2 separate regions of the Mus musculus genome follow, and region 2 is linked to region 1. The links are chromatin contacts, called in public HiChIP or PLAC-seq maps. All regions are on one chromosome and are shown on one strand. Each heading gives the region's core, a stretch centred on a gene start, on an enhancer-like site or on the middle of the called end of the contact. The rest is flanking DNA. Distances are from core to core; before and after follow the strand shown. Region 1 overlaps Etl4 (enhancer trap locus 4). Region 2 overlaps Etl4 (enhancer trap locus 4).

Evidence for each region. HiChIP or PLAC-seq counts read pairs in DNA pulled down with a chosen protein or histone mark.
Region 2: an H3K4me3 HiChIP or PLAC-seq map of embryonic stem cells shows a contact between it and region 1, with 26 read pairs. The contact joins two enhancer-like sites. A contact is called at or near these places in 3 of 484 Hi-C or Micro-C datasets (the AML12 cell line, embryonic heart and nephron progenitors), 5 of 115 datasets of contacts at active chromatin or transcription factors (embryonic stem cells, pancreatic cancer cells and stem cell-derived neural progenitor cells) and 1 of 9 other capture datasets (embryonic stem cells).

The regions. Positions count from the first base shown.
Region 1 is chr2:20,522,386-20,529,641 of GRCm38.p6, reverse strand. All of the region lies in intron 2 of Etl4 (enhancer trap locus 4), which reads right to left. Among named protein-coding and RNA genes, the nearest start is that of Gm17171, 190 kb to the right of the region's middle. Within about 2 kb of position 3,546, at least 70 of the 459 cell types and tissues checked have an H3K27ac peak or open chromatin away from gene starts, as enhancers often do. A contact at or near this core is called in embryonic stem cells and pancreatic cancer cells, where this site is marked.
Region 2 is chr2:20,750,292-20,757,547 of GRCm38.p6, reverse strand. All of the region lies in intron 7 of Etl4 (enhancer trap locus 4), which reads right to left. Among named protein-coding and RNA genes, the nearest start is that of Arhgap21, 210 kb to the left of the region's middle. Within about 2 kb of position 4,062, at least 51 of the 459 cell types and tissues checked have an H3K27ac peak or open chromatin away from gene starts, as enhancers often do. A contact at or near this core is called in embryonic stem cells and pancreatic cancer cells, where this site is marked.

The DNA.
Region 1 (7,256 bases), core at 2,297-4,796:
GATTTCTGAGTTCGAGGCCAGCCTGGTCTACAAAGTGAGTTCCAGGACAGCCAGGGTTACACAGAGAAACCCTGTCTCGAAAAACCAAAAAAAAGAAAGGTCAGAGAAACCGGTTGTTTGCAGGTTAGTAGGCTGCCCCTGTGACTGTAATACTTCAGAGTTAACCCCAGGAATTCTGACCATTTGTATAATTTTCATTATAGTTTCAAACAACTAATGAGATTTTTAAATATTTATCATCTGAAGACGGTTCTGACATGTGTCATTCAGCACCAAGAAGAAAGATAGTTCTATAACCCTCAGAAGATTGCTGGCACTGTGACCCTCTGGAAAGTTCCTTTCTCCATTATCATAGGCCAGGCAAGGGGAATATCATGAAATGTAATATCTGAGGATCTATAAAGGGAAGGCTTAGCCACATAGTCCCTGAAATTACTTCATCCAACACACACACACACTCAAGGGAAGGACCGTGGGTATGTTTTGATGGCTTTGACCTATGTAGACAGCTTCCAAGCTTGCCTCTCGAAGTTAATCGTTAGAGTCTCCTAGAAAAAAATCAACTAGGAGGAACAAGGTTAATGCTTTCAGTTCATAGAATGTCCAAGAATCCCCCTCTCCTTTTCCTTCGTTTTTTGTCTGTGTGCTGTTTGTTTTAAGATAAGGAGGAAAGGAAAGAACACTGAAGAACCCTTCCCTGAGAAGCTGCAAGGAATCAAGAAAAACTCTCACAGCCTTTTGCTTGTTTCTTTGTCTTGTTTTGTTTTTGAAACGGGGTCTCACTATGTCAGCTTGCTCTGTTGACCAGGTTGGCCTTGAACTCACAGAGTTCCTCCTGCATCAGCCTCCCACGTACTAGAACTAAGAGCTGGTGCACCATCATGCCCAGTTCTCACGTCTTTTTAGAATAAGCAGAATAGGCTCAGTGGGTAAAGGCACTTGCCTCCAAGCCCGAGGACATGCATTCAAGACCCAGTATCTACATAGTAGAAGAAAATCAACTCCTGTAAATTGTCCCCTGACCTCTACAGGTACATATGCACCCCACTGCCACCACCACACATACACATACAACAACAGGTGTCCAGATTTTGGGTGTAAAACATCTCCCTAAAAGCAAGGGAACCAATACCATAACACTTAGATTCCCTTTGCCTGGAAACCCCTGCATACAGAGCTCCCAGTGCAGACTCCTTCTAGCAAAGAATAGAGACTATTTTCATCTCTGGCTTATTTCCTTGTCCTAGTCTTCCAAAGCTCAATGTGTGTCCTGAGAACAATTCTTCTTGTGTACTCCACTTCTCATTACTTTGCTCATTACAACATCTCCATCAGACACTGATGAAGGAAGGGAAGGAAACAGCCCAATTAGTTACTCTTAGTTCTTTCTAGTTTTAGCAGTAAGCTTAAAGGGTCAGAAAACAGATGTTTTGGTTAAAAATATATTGAAAGATTAGTATAATGTTATTTATTTAGTAATAATAATCTTTATTAAGTAATAATCTCTAATATTCAAATTCTCATCACAGTTTCCTTTTTTAAATCATCCATAATATCCCTAATAATACAGGAGTCACAGAGTCTATTACATAGAGCAAAACACGTGGCTGGGGATAGAGCTTAGAGGTCAACATCTTGCCTAGGATGTGCAAAGCTCTGGATCAGAGCCATAGCAGCACCACAAAAAACAATACTGAGAACAGATCATATCTCAGGCTAATAAGCATATGTGCCAAGAAAACATAAAGCTTCATCTTTTGTGTGTGCGTGTATATGTGTGCATATATGTGCACGTGTGTGTGTGTGTGTGCGCGTGTGTGTTGTATACGTGTTTTGCATTGGACAAAACTGCTATGTGCATGATAGAAGTACCCTGTGGCTTTTCAAGATTGCTTTCAACATTAAAATAATCCATGTAAAAATTATCCAGGACAGCTAGATTAATGAGCAAGTCTGACAGTCTGGAGAGGCTATTGCTTTACATGGTCATAAAACACACACATTTACTTTCAGCTATATATATATGGACAAAAGGTCACATGTAACCAGTCAGGCAAGAGGAAGACACACTCTGCTCCATCCAGGGATTGTTACAGCAGGTCAAGATAACTGAAGCAGACCTGCGGACTGTGGAGTCTCCCATGTTCTTCCTTGAAGTAAACTGGGCAACCCGCTAGAAGTAGGGTCTTGGATGTCACTGTCAATCTACAGTCTTCATTATTCTTTCAGTCATCCCATGTATCGGACTTTAAACTCAACCCTTCCTTCATGCTTTTCATGGGAAAGGTCGCATCAATTTTATGCTGTTTTTCTACTTTGTTTATGTTCTTGTGGATTTTAAAATAATGTTTCCAGTGGTCTAACAAAACTGAATGTGACATACAGTAAAGGGATGGAAAGGTACCAGCAGTTAACAAGGGAGACTGACACAGGCCAGCCAGCACACAGAGCCCATCTTTGTCTGCTCGCCTTTATTGCTTGCGCTCATCCACCACTCCATTAGTCCCATCTGCCTCCACCCCAGCCCAGCACCAGCACCTCAGTAACCCAGTCCTGTCCACAAACTCTTCACAGTTGATTAGGCCTTTCCTCTGCTCTGGGCAGCTGCCAGCCCCACACCTGAAGGAGAAATGACATTTGGGCCATTTGAGTCACCTGGGGAGAATTCAGCCTTTTTGTTTTGTTTTGTTTTGTTTTGTTTTTGTTTTTTTGTTTTTTCCAGACAGGGTTTCTCTGTATAGCCTTGGCTGTCCTGGAACTCATTCTGTAGACCAGGCCTCGAACTCAGAAATCCGCCTGCCTCTGCCTCCCGAGTGCTGGGATTAAAGGCGTGTGCCACCACACCCAGCTAGAATTCAGCCTTTTAGGTGAGCATAAAACCCAAGGAGAGGCATGCATAAACAAGAGAAGGAACAGACAAAGGTCCATTTTGCCACTATTCCACAGTTATGGTGTCAGACCCAAGTGGGCCAGTTTCACATTATCTGTATGAAGAAAAGTGCATGCAGGGACTCTCAAGCTGTCAAACAGAATGGCAGTTCTGTTTCTTGTTTGGAAAGAACTCTGGTGCTAAGATGTAAATATGGGTGTGTCTGGCTGTTTGCTATTCTGGGAATCCTTGTCTAACAAAGTAGAGAAGTTGTAGCCTAAAGACAAGGCCTGGGCAAGGCTGAAAGGCAGCCCTGTTTCCTCTTCCTGCCCCTCCCAAACTCTTCCAGGGAGCCCACTTCCAGCAGGGCAAAGAGCAAACAAGAGCTTCGAATGGAAAATCAGCCCTTAAACACTCCCCGGAGCACAATTGAGGGGGAGGGGGGAGGAGGGGGAGGGAGGAGAAGGAGGAAGAACAGGAGGAGGGCAGGATCACCAAAGAGCTACTCTTCAGAGACCCAGGGGACTCCAGCTGTGATGTGTCTACATCCTGGACAAGAAAAGTAGAGAGGGATCTGGGAGGGCAAATTCAAAAAGGCAGAGGGTTATAGAAAGCCAAGCCATCCCTAAGGAGCCGTCCACACAGCAAGCTATGCAGACCAGCAACTGCTGGACTGTAGTGCCTGTGACTCTCCATGTTCTGATTACTCTGGCTGAGTCAGACCACACAGAGAGGCATCTGGGCTTTGGCATCATTTGGGCACTTCACAACCTACTGGGAGCTGGCGGTAGTGCAGTTACTTCCTGGGATATTTATTTTATTTTATTTTTTATCTTATTTGCTTTTAATTTTATTTTGGGGGGGGGGGTGAAAAATAAACACAAAGTCTTGTACATACACATGCTAAACATGTACTCTACCACTGAATTATACTTTTCTGAGAATTTATCCCATGGTCAAGATTAGGGAGTCCAGGGGCTCTCTCCTATAGGAGTTGAAAGCTAGCCTGGGTTACATAGTGAATTCCATAAGAGCTGGGACTACTGTGTAACAGAGCACAAAATCTTGTCTCAAATAACCAACAACATATAAGTTATTGATTATATATATTTATATATAAGTACATATATAATATATAACATATAATATATAAATATATATCCTACTATATATTAGGTAGTCCACATACTCCTGTGTGTGTGTGGTGTATGCACACACTTGTCTGTCCTGGAACTCTGTAGACCAGGCTGGTCTCAGCAATCCACTTGCCCCTGCCTCCTGAGGGCTGGTATTAAAGGTTCCTCCACCATCTGGCTCTCTTCACTTCTTCATAGTGGTTAGCTGAAGAGACAGCTCACTAGTTTAGAACACTGGCTGCTCCTCCAAAGCAGGAGTTCAATTCCCAGCACTCAAATGTCAGCTCACAATTCTCTATAACTCCAGTTCCAGGGGATCCTTGTTCAATTCTGGCCTCTGTGGGTACTAGGCAGGCATGCTCTACACAGACATACATGCAGGCAAACATTCATATTCATAAATACGTTTCTTAAAACATGAAGTCAAGGATAAAAACAATCCCTTGTACAGACTTTATACAATAGGTAGAGCATTCCATGTAATCTAGAGAAGCATCCTGTGTTGTATTAATTCAAATTAATTGACCGAGTCAACTATTCATTTGCACAAATATTGAATAATGGCCTGCTCCAAACACTAAAAGGGATAGGAGGTGGTGGGGTGCTGATCAAGATAGACTGCATAGGAGTATCTACCTGATGGTTAGAGAGTCAGTCAACAAACAACTAATGTATAATTTGAGCGCCAGGTCAGTGCTTTGAAGAGCGAAAGAAGATATGAAGGTAGAAACTGACTAGGCTGTTTCAGAGCACAGACTGAGCATCTGTCATTTTGTAGGCTAGCACTAGATGGAGGCACCCATTGCCAGAGGAGGCAATCAGGTAGATGGATCCCCGCCACAGAGCTTTCAAGAAACCTTTAAAAGCCAGAAGAGGAGGTCATGTTGGGGACAACAACCCAAGGATGATACTAGGAGCCCATGGCCTCCAAAGAGAATAAGACACAGATTCAAATTCTACCAACAGCCAGACATAATGATGCACACCTGTATTCCAGCCCTTGTCAGAAGGCAGGAACATCAGGAGTTAGTATCCAGCCTTAGCTACACGAGTTTCAAACCCAGCCTGGGCTGTATGAGGCCCTGTCTCAAATAAATTTTCCCAATGATTATTGAAAGCCTACTCTGCCAAATGCTTACAGCTCTTCACACTGAGCACCTACAGGGGTTGCAAAGCTAAGTGAGGAAACTGGGAAAGCACTAGCAACAGTAAAGGCTTTCCAAACCTGCAGCAAAGAAACCTTAATTCAAAATCATATATATATATATATGATCATCGATATATATGATATATATATATATATATATATATATATATATATATATATATATATATATATATACACATACACACAATCAGGGGCTGAAGAGTGAAGAGATAGCTAGGGGCTTAAGAGCATTTGCTTCTCTCACAAAGGCTCTGGGCTTGATTCCCAGCACCCACATGGCTGCTCACAAATGCTTGTACCTCTGGCTCTAGTGGGATTCCTCTCGCCCCTTTATCTCCACAGGAACCAGACACACACACACTGTGGGGAAAGTGGTACCTAGACTCAGGCACACACACATACACATAAAATAAAAAGTAAACAAACAACACAAGTAAAAACAGGCGTGTGGTGCATGCCTATAATTCCAGCACTTAGGAGTAGGAGTTCAAGGCCATCTGCAGCTACATAAAAACTGTGAGGCCATCCTGGGCTACATGAGACTCCATCTTAAAAACAAAGCAAACAAAACGCAGGTTGAAACAAGGCTGAGCTGTTTCTGGCAGTGCTCCCCCATGATGCTGTTTCATAGGAGCCTTGATTCTGAACACACACCATGCATGCTTCAGTGGCATCTGCCACCATGCCACAACTTGCCAGCAAATACTGCCTCAAACACACAGACTTGGATTCTATTACTATGTTTTGAATTTCAGTGCTTTCTCTATGCATGCAAAGCTTTATGCTCTTATTGAGAAGGAATGGTTTAATTACGGAAAACAAGAACTTTAAATAGCTTCTTACTGTTATCCTTCATCGTGTAACTATCAAATTAGTGCATCTTCAAAATGTATTATCTTAGAATGTTTGATTTTTAAAAAGTGCTGTTCGAGATGCTGACTTGAAATACATTTAAAAAATCAGTCAGTAAATATTGGCTTGAAACTGGGATGGAATTTCTGCAATTTCTGAAATGGCTATAAACATACTTTTGACATTTGTGTTGTGTGTTTATATGAGTGATATTCTCAGCCCAATTATAAAACCAAGCTATCAACACTGAAGAGTATTAAAGAAGCCCTGCGTCTTACAGTATCAAATATTCAGCCAAGATGTAAATCCTTATATAAAGATAAACAAGCATATTCATCTCAGTATGCAATTCTTTTGCATCTTTAATAAATGATCAAAGTACACACACACACATATAAACAAGCTTCTTTATTATTTAGCCCCATAAATATATAATTTATATACCTCTCTTATTATAATTGCATGTATCCACAGTCATCCCAGTTGAAAGGCACTAGGGACAGAAAGTTCAGGAAGCGTTCAAGCCACAGTATCATCACTGTTGCCGATATTCTCAAGATGACCATATGCCACCTTTTCCAAACAGTTCTGACTTGCAACTGTTGCCCAGTGAAATTATTTATAGAGTTCTCTTTTATTCTCAAAGGCGTCTGAGTTTGAACAATGAGTTACATGATCACCCAGGGTTTCCTTATACAGTTGACAGATAAACCAAAATCCCTAGGGTAGGAAGCTTTGTCAGCCTTCTGTCTAATTAAGACTGGTTGGTTAAGTGTCCCTCCATGTGACTAGCATGTCATGGGATGTTAGATGCACATGTGTGAGACATGGTCCTGGACCAGCACCCTTGGGTTGTAACAGCGTGAATGGACAAATGCAGATATAAAGCAGAGTTGCAGATTTGAACGTGTGGCACTGCAGGTGATGTTGTTCTGAAAGATGCTGCCTCCTCAGCTCATCCTCAAAGAGCCATGCATGTCTCATCAAAGCACGCATGTGTCAGCCAGAGTCAGATCTTGAAACTCTGACTGGGACTCTCGCCCTTCTTTTGTGATTTTTCCATCTCCCCCTTCCAAAATCACTAGCCTGTAAGTTCTCGGATGCCTGGGTGCCACTCTCAGACTTGTCCTTCTTCACAGAGACTGACGAGAGAGACAGCTCAATCCCCAGTCTTCCTGGTAAGCCACTGACCAATATCTAAATCGACTCCTGATATGTTTCTCAATCTTCA
Region 2 (7,256 bases), core at 2,813-5,312, 230 kb before region 1:
ATGGTTTTTGAGTGCAGATGGAGAAAGACAATTCTTCAATTGCATTCTACTGTCTGACTCTTTAGAGCAGACACCAACACACATGTAGAAATATCTGACATGAGAGTTTAGATGCTTAGAGCAAAAGCCCTACGTATAATCTAGGTAGCCACATGCTTGGTTCTGTATATAGTAACCATAAGTTAGAGCAGGAATACTCCCTGGGTGGCCTCTTCCAGGCTATGGCATCAACAGGAACACTAGGGAGGAGACACCAAGTCAGATATTGCTGGTAGCTCTTTGGCATCTTCCCTGCAGCTTATAAACACTTGAACCTGACAATAGAAGGGTCACAATTCTTTCCCAGTCCCATGTGAGCCAGTGTGGTGGAGGTAGTAATGGACAGACAGCGCAGCGACCACAAATGTGTGCACCAATGTCTCAGCCAAAACCACTTCCTGAAAATACAATTCTTTTGACACACGGCAATGAGACTTCTTCCTTCCTATTTAATCATCAAAGTGTTTCTGGTTTTAGGATTCATTAGATTATCTGATTTATAAGTTCATAAATAAGATTGTCTTTCCATTTCATGGTTGGTTATCTGGAAACAATTTTATGGTTTAACTAAATTACAGCAACTGGAAACTTATGCAGCCTTCTCTCGTGATGAAATGTTATGATGTGTGTGTTTAATGTGAAAGGGGAAAATATATATAAGAAAAACGTAGTGGAAGAAGAAAAATTAAACATGATCCTGTCATTTTACTGCAGTGACAATTCTGCATGATAGCCATCAGAATATTAAGGACACTTAGACTAACTCTTGCCAATTTCACTTGGTTTAAGGTATTACGGGTTGGTGTAATTACTGTCAAAAAGATGGCTCAAAAATGGTTTCATAAACCATTTTATATTATTCCATAAACTGTATTTATGTGATGAGTAGAGACAGTTAACTAGTCATTTAATGCTACAAGTCAGCTTGGCTGCAAAACTCTGTTTGAGTCCCAAATATGACATGAATAAAAGAAATTCAAGGAAAATTTAGGGTAAGTGTGGTCCCTCAGCAACCAGCTCCTGCCTGACGTCATCCCTTGCTGCCTCCGTCTGTGTGTGCAGGGGAAGCGCACACACACTGTTAGAGGGCTGCCCTTTCTGCCGCTGGAACAGAGGGAAGAAAACCTTTTATGTTTGAGGAAATACTTTCAGCCAGCAAGTTCATTTATGTGATTTTTGATTCAAATTTCACCTTTAATCACCTCTTTTGATTACACACATGTCTTTGTCCTGAAGGAAGCCTCCTTGAGCCTGATTTTTTTTTTTAAATCTTTGTATAGTTAAGCAAATTTATATCAATTAGGAATCAAGCTAGCATCAGACTGAGTGAAAACCATTAATTCTTTATGGTAAATCCCAAAGGGGATGTGCAAGCGTGCATGATGAGCCTGCACACGTGTACATGTGTATACATGCATATGGAAGCCCAAGGTTGATGCTGAGTGTCTCCTAGAGTCACCTTTCACCTCATTCTTGAGTTTCTCAATGACCTAGGAGCTCATTAATTCAGTTAGGCTGGGCAGCCAATGAGCTTCAAGGACCCACCTGTCTCTGCATCCCCAATGATAGGGTTACAGAGGCATGCTGCTTGCTCTTATCTGTGTGCTGGATTCTGAACTTAGGTCTACATGTTTGAGTGACAGATGAACTGAGTCATCTCCACAGCCCCCAAAGAATACTTTTTCAAGATACAAGAAGGACACAGAGGAGCTGGCTGAAACCAGTCAAGTAAGCTAATATGCATCAGAAACTCAGTCTTCCTTAGCCAGTTCCCTATCTTTAAAAATAGTTGGAGAGATGGCTCAGCGGTTAAGAGCACTGACTGCTCTTCCAGAGGTCCCGAGTTCAATTCCCAGTAACCACATGGTGGCTCACAACCATCTGTAATGGTACCAGATGCCTTCTTCTGGTGTGTTTGAAGACAGCGAAAGTGTGTGTGTCTCTGTGTGTGTGTCACATAAAATAAATCTTTAAAAAAGAGTACTAAGTGATCCCTAAAATCACTTCTGGGTCTAATATTTTAGATTAGATTTCGATTTGTTTTTCCTCCTCGCTATCACCGGGGTCTATGCTTATTTGCTAAAAGCTTGGTTTCTAGCCAACGGCATTGTTAGGAGCTACTGGGGCCTAGCAAAGAAAGCCATCATTAGAGAGTACTATTGAAGGAAATGTTGGGACCCTGACTTATCCCTGAGTTTCCTGTCTGCCATGAGGTAAGAGGCTTCAGTCTACCCAAAACACCCAAGTCATGCTGTCCTGCCTCACCACAAGCAACTGTGCTAATCAACCCAAACAACTGCAGACTGATGTCATAATCCAAAATAAATCACTATGATTTTTAAGATGTTTTAACTCAGGCATTTAGTTACAGCAATGGAAATCTTTACAACTCAGATTATTCTCTCTCTCTCTCTCTCTCTCTCTCTCTCTCTCTCTCTCTCTCTCCCTCTCTCTCCTTGAAGAAAGTGAGAAATGGTTGGTGAGCATAGGCTGTGAGGACTACCAACATGAGGGTCCATTGTATCCGCACAGGGCCTTCCACAAGATCAGTGTCCCTGCAGGTAGAACACTGATAGAATTGAACTCTTATTCTTACAAGGACTGAAGGTATTTTTCACAATTGGATAGTGAACAGGTTTCAAGCCCTTGCTTGTTCACGCCCTGTTTCTACGGTATGAGAGGAAACACTCCCTAATTAACTAAAGATGCTGTTAAGGGATGAAGTCAACAGAACACCAGAATCCAGGTCCTCTTGCTATGCTTGAAGCCTTGCAAGTAACTAATCTATTCATTTTCCATTTCTGCTCAAAGTTACCCTACTGGGGACAAGTTAAGCAACTAAGACACCATCCTGAAAGCACCATGCAGGTGCAACCACAAATGCAGTCTTCAAAGCAGGTAAGTCCCTGCTAAGTTGAGACCCAGGGGCCAGCACACATGCAGTGGAGATCATGGCTGAGGATGCCAAAGGTCTGCCAGCATTTGGATCTTCAATGTCTCCCAAAGGCTGGTGTGGTAAAGGATTCATTCCTAGTCTGTGGTAGGACTGGGGGAGTGCGAGCTTTAGGAAGTGGGTGAGTATGCTCTTGACAGGAATACGTGACCTTGGCTCATTTTGCCTTGCTTTGCTTCCTGGCTGCCATAAATTACAAAGACGTCTTCTGATACATACGTCACTTTGATAAAAGTACAGCTCAGGCTCAAGGTGACAGGGTTAAGTGAACATGTACTGGAATCTCTGAACCCATGATCCATGGGCCCTTCCCCTTAGCCTTAGATATTTTGTTACAAAGATAGCAAAGACACACACATCTCAAGTCTCAATACTGAGAGGTCACAGAGTCAAAAGACTCTGCCATTGTTAACAGAGATGCCCTTGGTCTCCTAGAAAGATCATGTCTAAAATCCAGCAGAAATTGGGATCCTAGAGTTGCAGTTAGGAGGAACTTATTTGGCACTCATAATTCTTCCCATTCTGGTTCAGTGATCCTGACTGAAAGGGGAAAAGAAGGGTGTGCCAAGTTCAGGCAAGTGGATCAAAGCTCAGACACACCCAGGCCAGGGCTCCTAAGGTGTACTGAAGCCCAATGAGGCTCTTCCCAGCACAGTAAATGCAGTCGGGAAACACTCCCAGCAGTTAATCTCCTTCACAGTTTACTTTCTGTGAGCAGACTGTACTAGTTGGGACCTGAAAATAGCCCCAAGTCAAGTGACGAGACTTAGTTGTTTTCTGGATCTGGGTGGCAGCATAACGTGATAGCTTTCTGATTTTATATCGAAGAGACTTTTCTTGATTACCGGACTTTCTGAGTCACAAAATGGGGTCTGTACTTATTTCCTTAGCACTGCACAGAACCCATGATGGGTGATCCCTTAATGTTACAGCAGACACTGAATATCAGCAAAGGAAGGGTTCTTAGGAAACATCACTAGTTTGACTGCAGAATACAGGGACTATGGCTTTCTGGCTATGGTGACACACAGCCCAGGGTAAAGCGTTTCATTTCCTGTTGGCTCTGCCAGGCGGTGACTCTAGCTACCACACCCCAGAATGAGCCAACACAAAATCAATTTTGAAGTTTCTTTCTCTTCCCTGAGGGTGCACTTCAATATTCACGCTCTGAAATGGCATTTCTTTTTTCTTTTGTTAAGTACAGGTACAAACTGGTAGAAATAGTTGTTCACTCCTGCTACAGATTATTATTTATCTGCAACTGACAGCACTATGGGGAAAGGCCCTCGGGTGCCTGAGAAAACAAGGTCCCCCATGCCAGCCTTTTCTGGAGTGGGTGGGTGAGTGGAGGAACATCCTCATAGGAGTCAGCCTTTTCTTTGACAGGATTTCCCATCATTGTCTGCATTGTTGTTAACTCCTGATCTTCGTGCCTCAGCCTCCTGAGCTTCTGGGAATTACACGTGTGTCTCCTGTGCCTGGCTCCTACCTACTTAATCTATAAAATTCTAGCATGAAGGCCAGAGAAATAAAATGACTCAAAGCTGGGTTGTGGTAGTGGTAGCACACGGCTTTAATCTCAGCACTCAGGAGGCAGTGGTAGGCAAAACTCTTGAGATTTTAGTCAGCACTCCACACCATACCATACGATACCATACCAAACCAATCCAAAAAGAACGACTCAGATAAAGAAGGAAGACATTTCTTATCTGATACCGCCCTAATGTTCTTACTGCCTGTCACCTTTCTAGTGGCTCGTGGGTGATAGAGGAAGTAGGGCCCTATTACCTTTATTACAAACAGCATAGAGGCAGCATCATGTCGAGACCCCAGTTTATTCAAATGGCTCCAGTTATCACATTCTGGACTGTCTCTCCTTTTTATTTTCTGTAAAGTCAGGCTTCAGGACAAGTGGCCTCCAAACCCCTTTTGTCTCTGAGGGTGGACAAGGAGGGCATGACTTCTTTCACAGCAGTACAGTAAGTAATATTAGTTTTTGTTTTTTTTTTTAAATAAAAAAGACCTACCACTTTTGGAAAGCAGGAATTGATGCTTACAGTTAGCTGTTATTTTGAATCACATCATTCATGAAAACTAAGGCCTAGAGTTTAAATAAGGATAAATGTCACCCACTTGACCATCAATTGGAGAGACAATGAATCCTAACCCAGCTAAGACATGGTGTGGGCATCACGAGAGCCTGAGTTACATAGACGAGCCTTGTTTTCAGGCCCAGGGCAATCACACTGATTTCTACAGCTTCCTGGAGGCTGGATCTGTCCCTAAGCCTTGATTCTTCTCTTTGGAGAGGTTCTGCTTGGGAACCAAAAAGAGTTGTCTGAATGTTAAATTGCTTGGGGCGACTCCATTTTCCTTGAGCCAGACTCAAGGCTTCTGATTGACAACACCTCTGGAGAGACAGTCGTGTTTTAATTGGACCTAACTAGTGACAGGTAACATCTGTTTCTCTGGAGAAGCTGGTTTGTTTAAAGTAGCTCAGACTTTATAGTGGCCATTCCCTGGTATTTTGGACAGGTTATTTTTGGAGTAAGTATAGGGAGAACTATCTTCATATATCTGATAGATGGCTAAAATATTTATTAGACATCTGTTGCATGAGCTTAGTGGTCTATTGCATACCTACCAAATATTCTTTACCAATGAGGTTATATTCCTGGGAAATGTAGTAATAATTCAACATATAAGCACCTACTTGATTTCTCAGACTGGCAAAACACCCTTTCATGATGTCATTTTATAGGTACTGTAATGGTAGAAATATAGCCAGTTTTGGATAAACACCAGTTGGCCTTCTTCTTCTTCTTTCATTATGTGCAGACCATAAATCCCAGAGCATCGGAGGATTATCACGGAGCTCCCAGATGGGCCTGACTTAGGAAAGTGCTCCTGTTTCTGAATTCTTAGCAATTACAGTCTATATCACTGCTTTGGAATTAATTATGTACAAGCATTCTCCCCCACCCCCAACCAATTATGGTAGGGTTGTAATTGAAAAGTTTACTTGTACTTTCATTGTTTAGGACTTGGACTAAATGGTGGTTGGATTTCCAGCTGGCCCACAGAAGCCTCTTTACCCTAAAGTGTATTATTAGTCCTTTTGCTCCACATTGTTTTCAAGGAAAAAAATGTGTACTAACTTCCCAGCTGGACTCTGAAACACCATGAAGAGATCTTCCCCCAAGCAGCTCAAGACTCAGAGAGGCACTGGGCTTGGCATGTCTTCCCTGTTCCCTGCTTTGCTAGGAGACTCTGTCACTTTCAAGAAGACAGGAAAACATCTCCCAGGCATCCTCAAAACCAAAACCAAACCAAAATGCCACAGTAGGTGTTCTTGTCAGATGGGTTAAGAGTATAGCATTTGGGGCCAGAGACCTGACACACTTAACCAGAGCACAGCTCAGATGTATATATTAAGCTCTGAATGTTTTATGGTTGTCTTCAAAGTTTATGGTCCTTGTGTATGAGAACCACATCTAAGCTCCTCTTTGTCAGGGCAAAGCAACCAGTTCACAGCCAAGTGTGTGAGAGAGGACCTCAATAAACACCCATTGATCCACAATTACAGTTCTATGGGAAAACAATTCAGACAAGGGCCCAGTTAGTCAGGCACTAGCAAGCATCAAAACAGATGGTAATCCAGGTAAACCAACTACACCTGCGGAGGGGCCTTTGCCATCAAGAGCTCTGCCTAGACTGTGCAGGTCCAGGGTGATCTTAAAAGAATGCCCAGAGTCTGCCTTGTCTTTCTGTCCCCAATCTTCAGGATGCACCATCTTGAAGACTTTCCTGAAACAGACCTGCTAGTGGCTTTGTTACTTTATATATTCTGATCTGAATCTTTGAGTGAGCAAATTCCATTCTGCATTTACACACTCATGCCCACCCCAGTCTATCTTTTGATTTTATTCTCACCCCTCCCAATCATACCTTTTGGTGTTGTCTACTATTATACTAAAAAGAAGTCTGTCTGCATCTTCAGGCAGCTGTTTCTATGTTTGTCTTTGCCTCTCTGTCTCTCTGTCAGTCTTTTCTCTCTCTCTCTCTCTCTCTCTCTCTCTCTCTCTCTCTCTCTCTCTCTGTAGAGGGATTTTCTCAAAGGAGGAACTCTTAGACACTTGTATGGAGTTGTTATTTTCTCCACTCTAAGCAAGAAATGGCAAACGAAGGCTCATTAACTCCATCAATGCATCAATGAACCCACTGCCAACAAGTGTTCGAAGTAATGTTTGAACCCAGGCAGGTT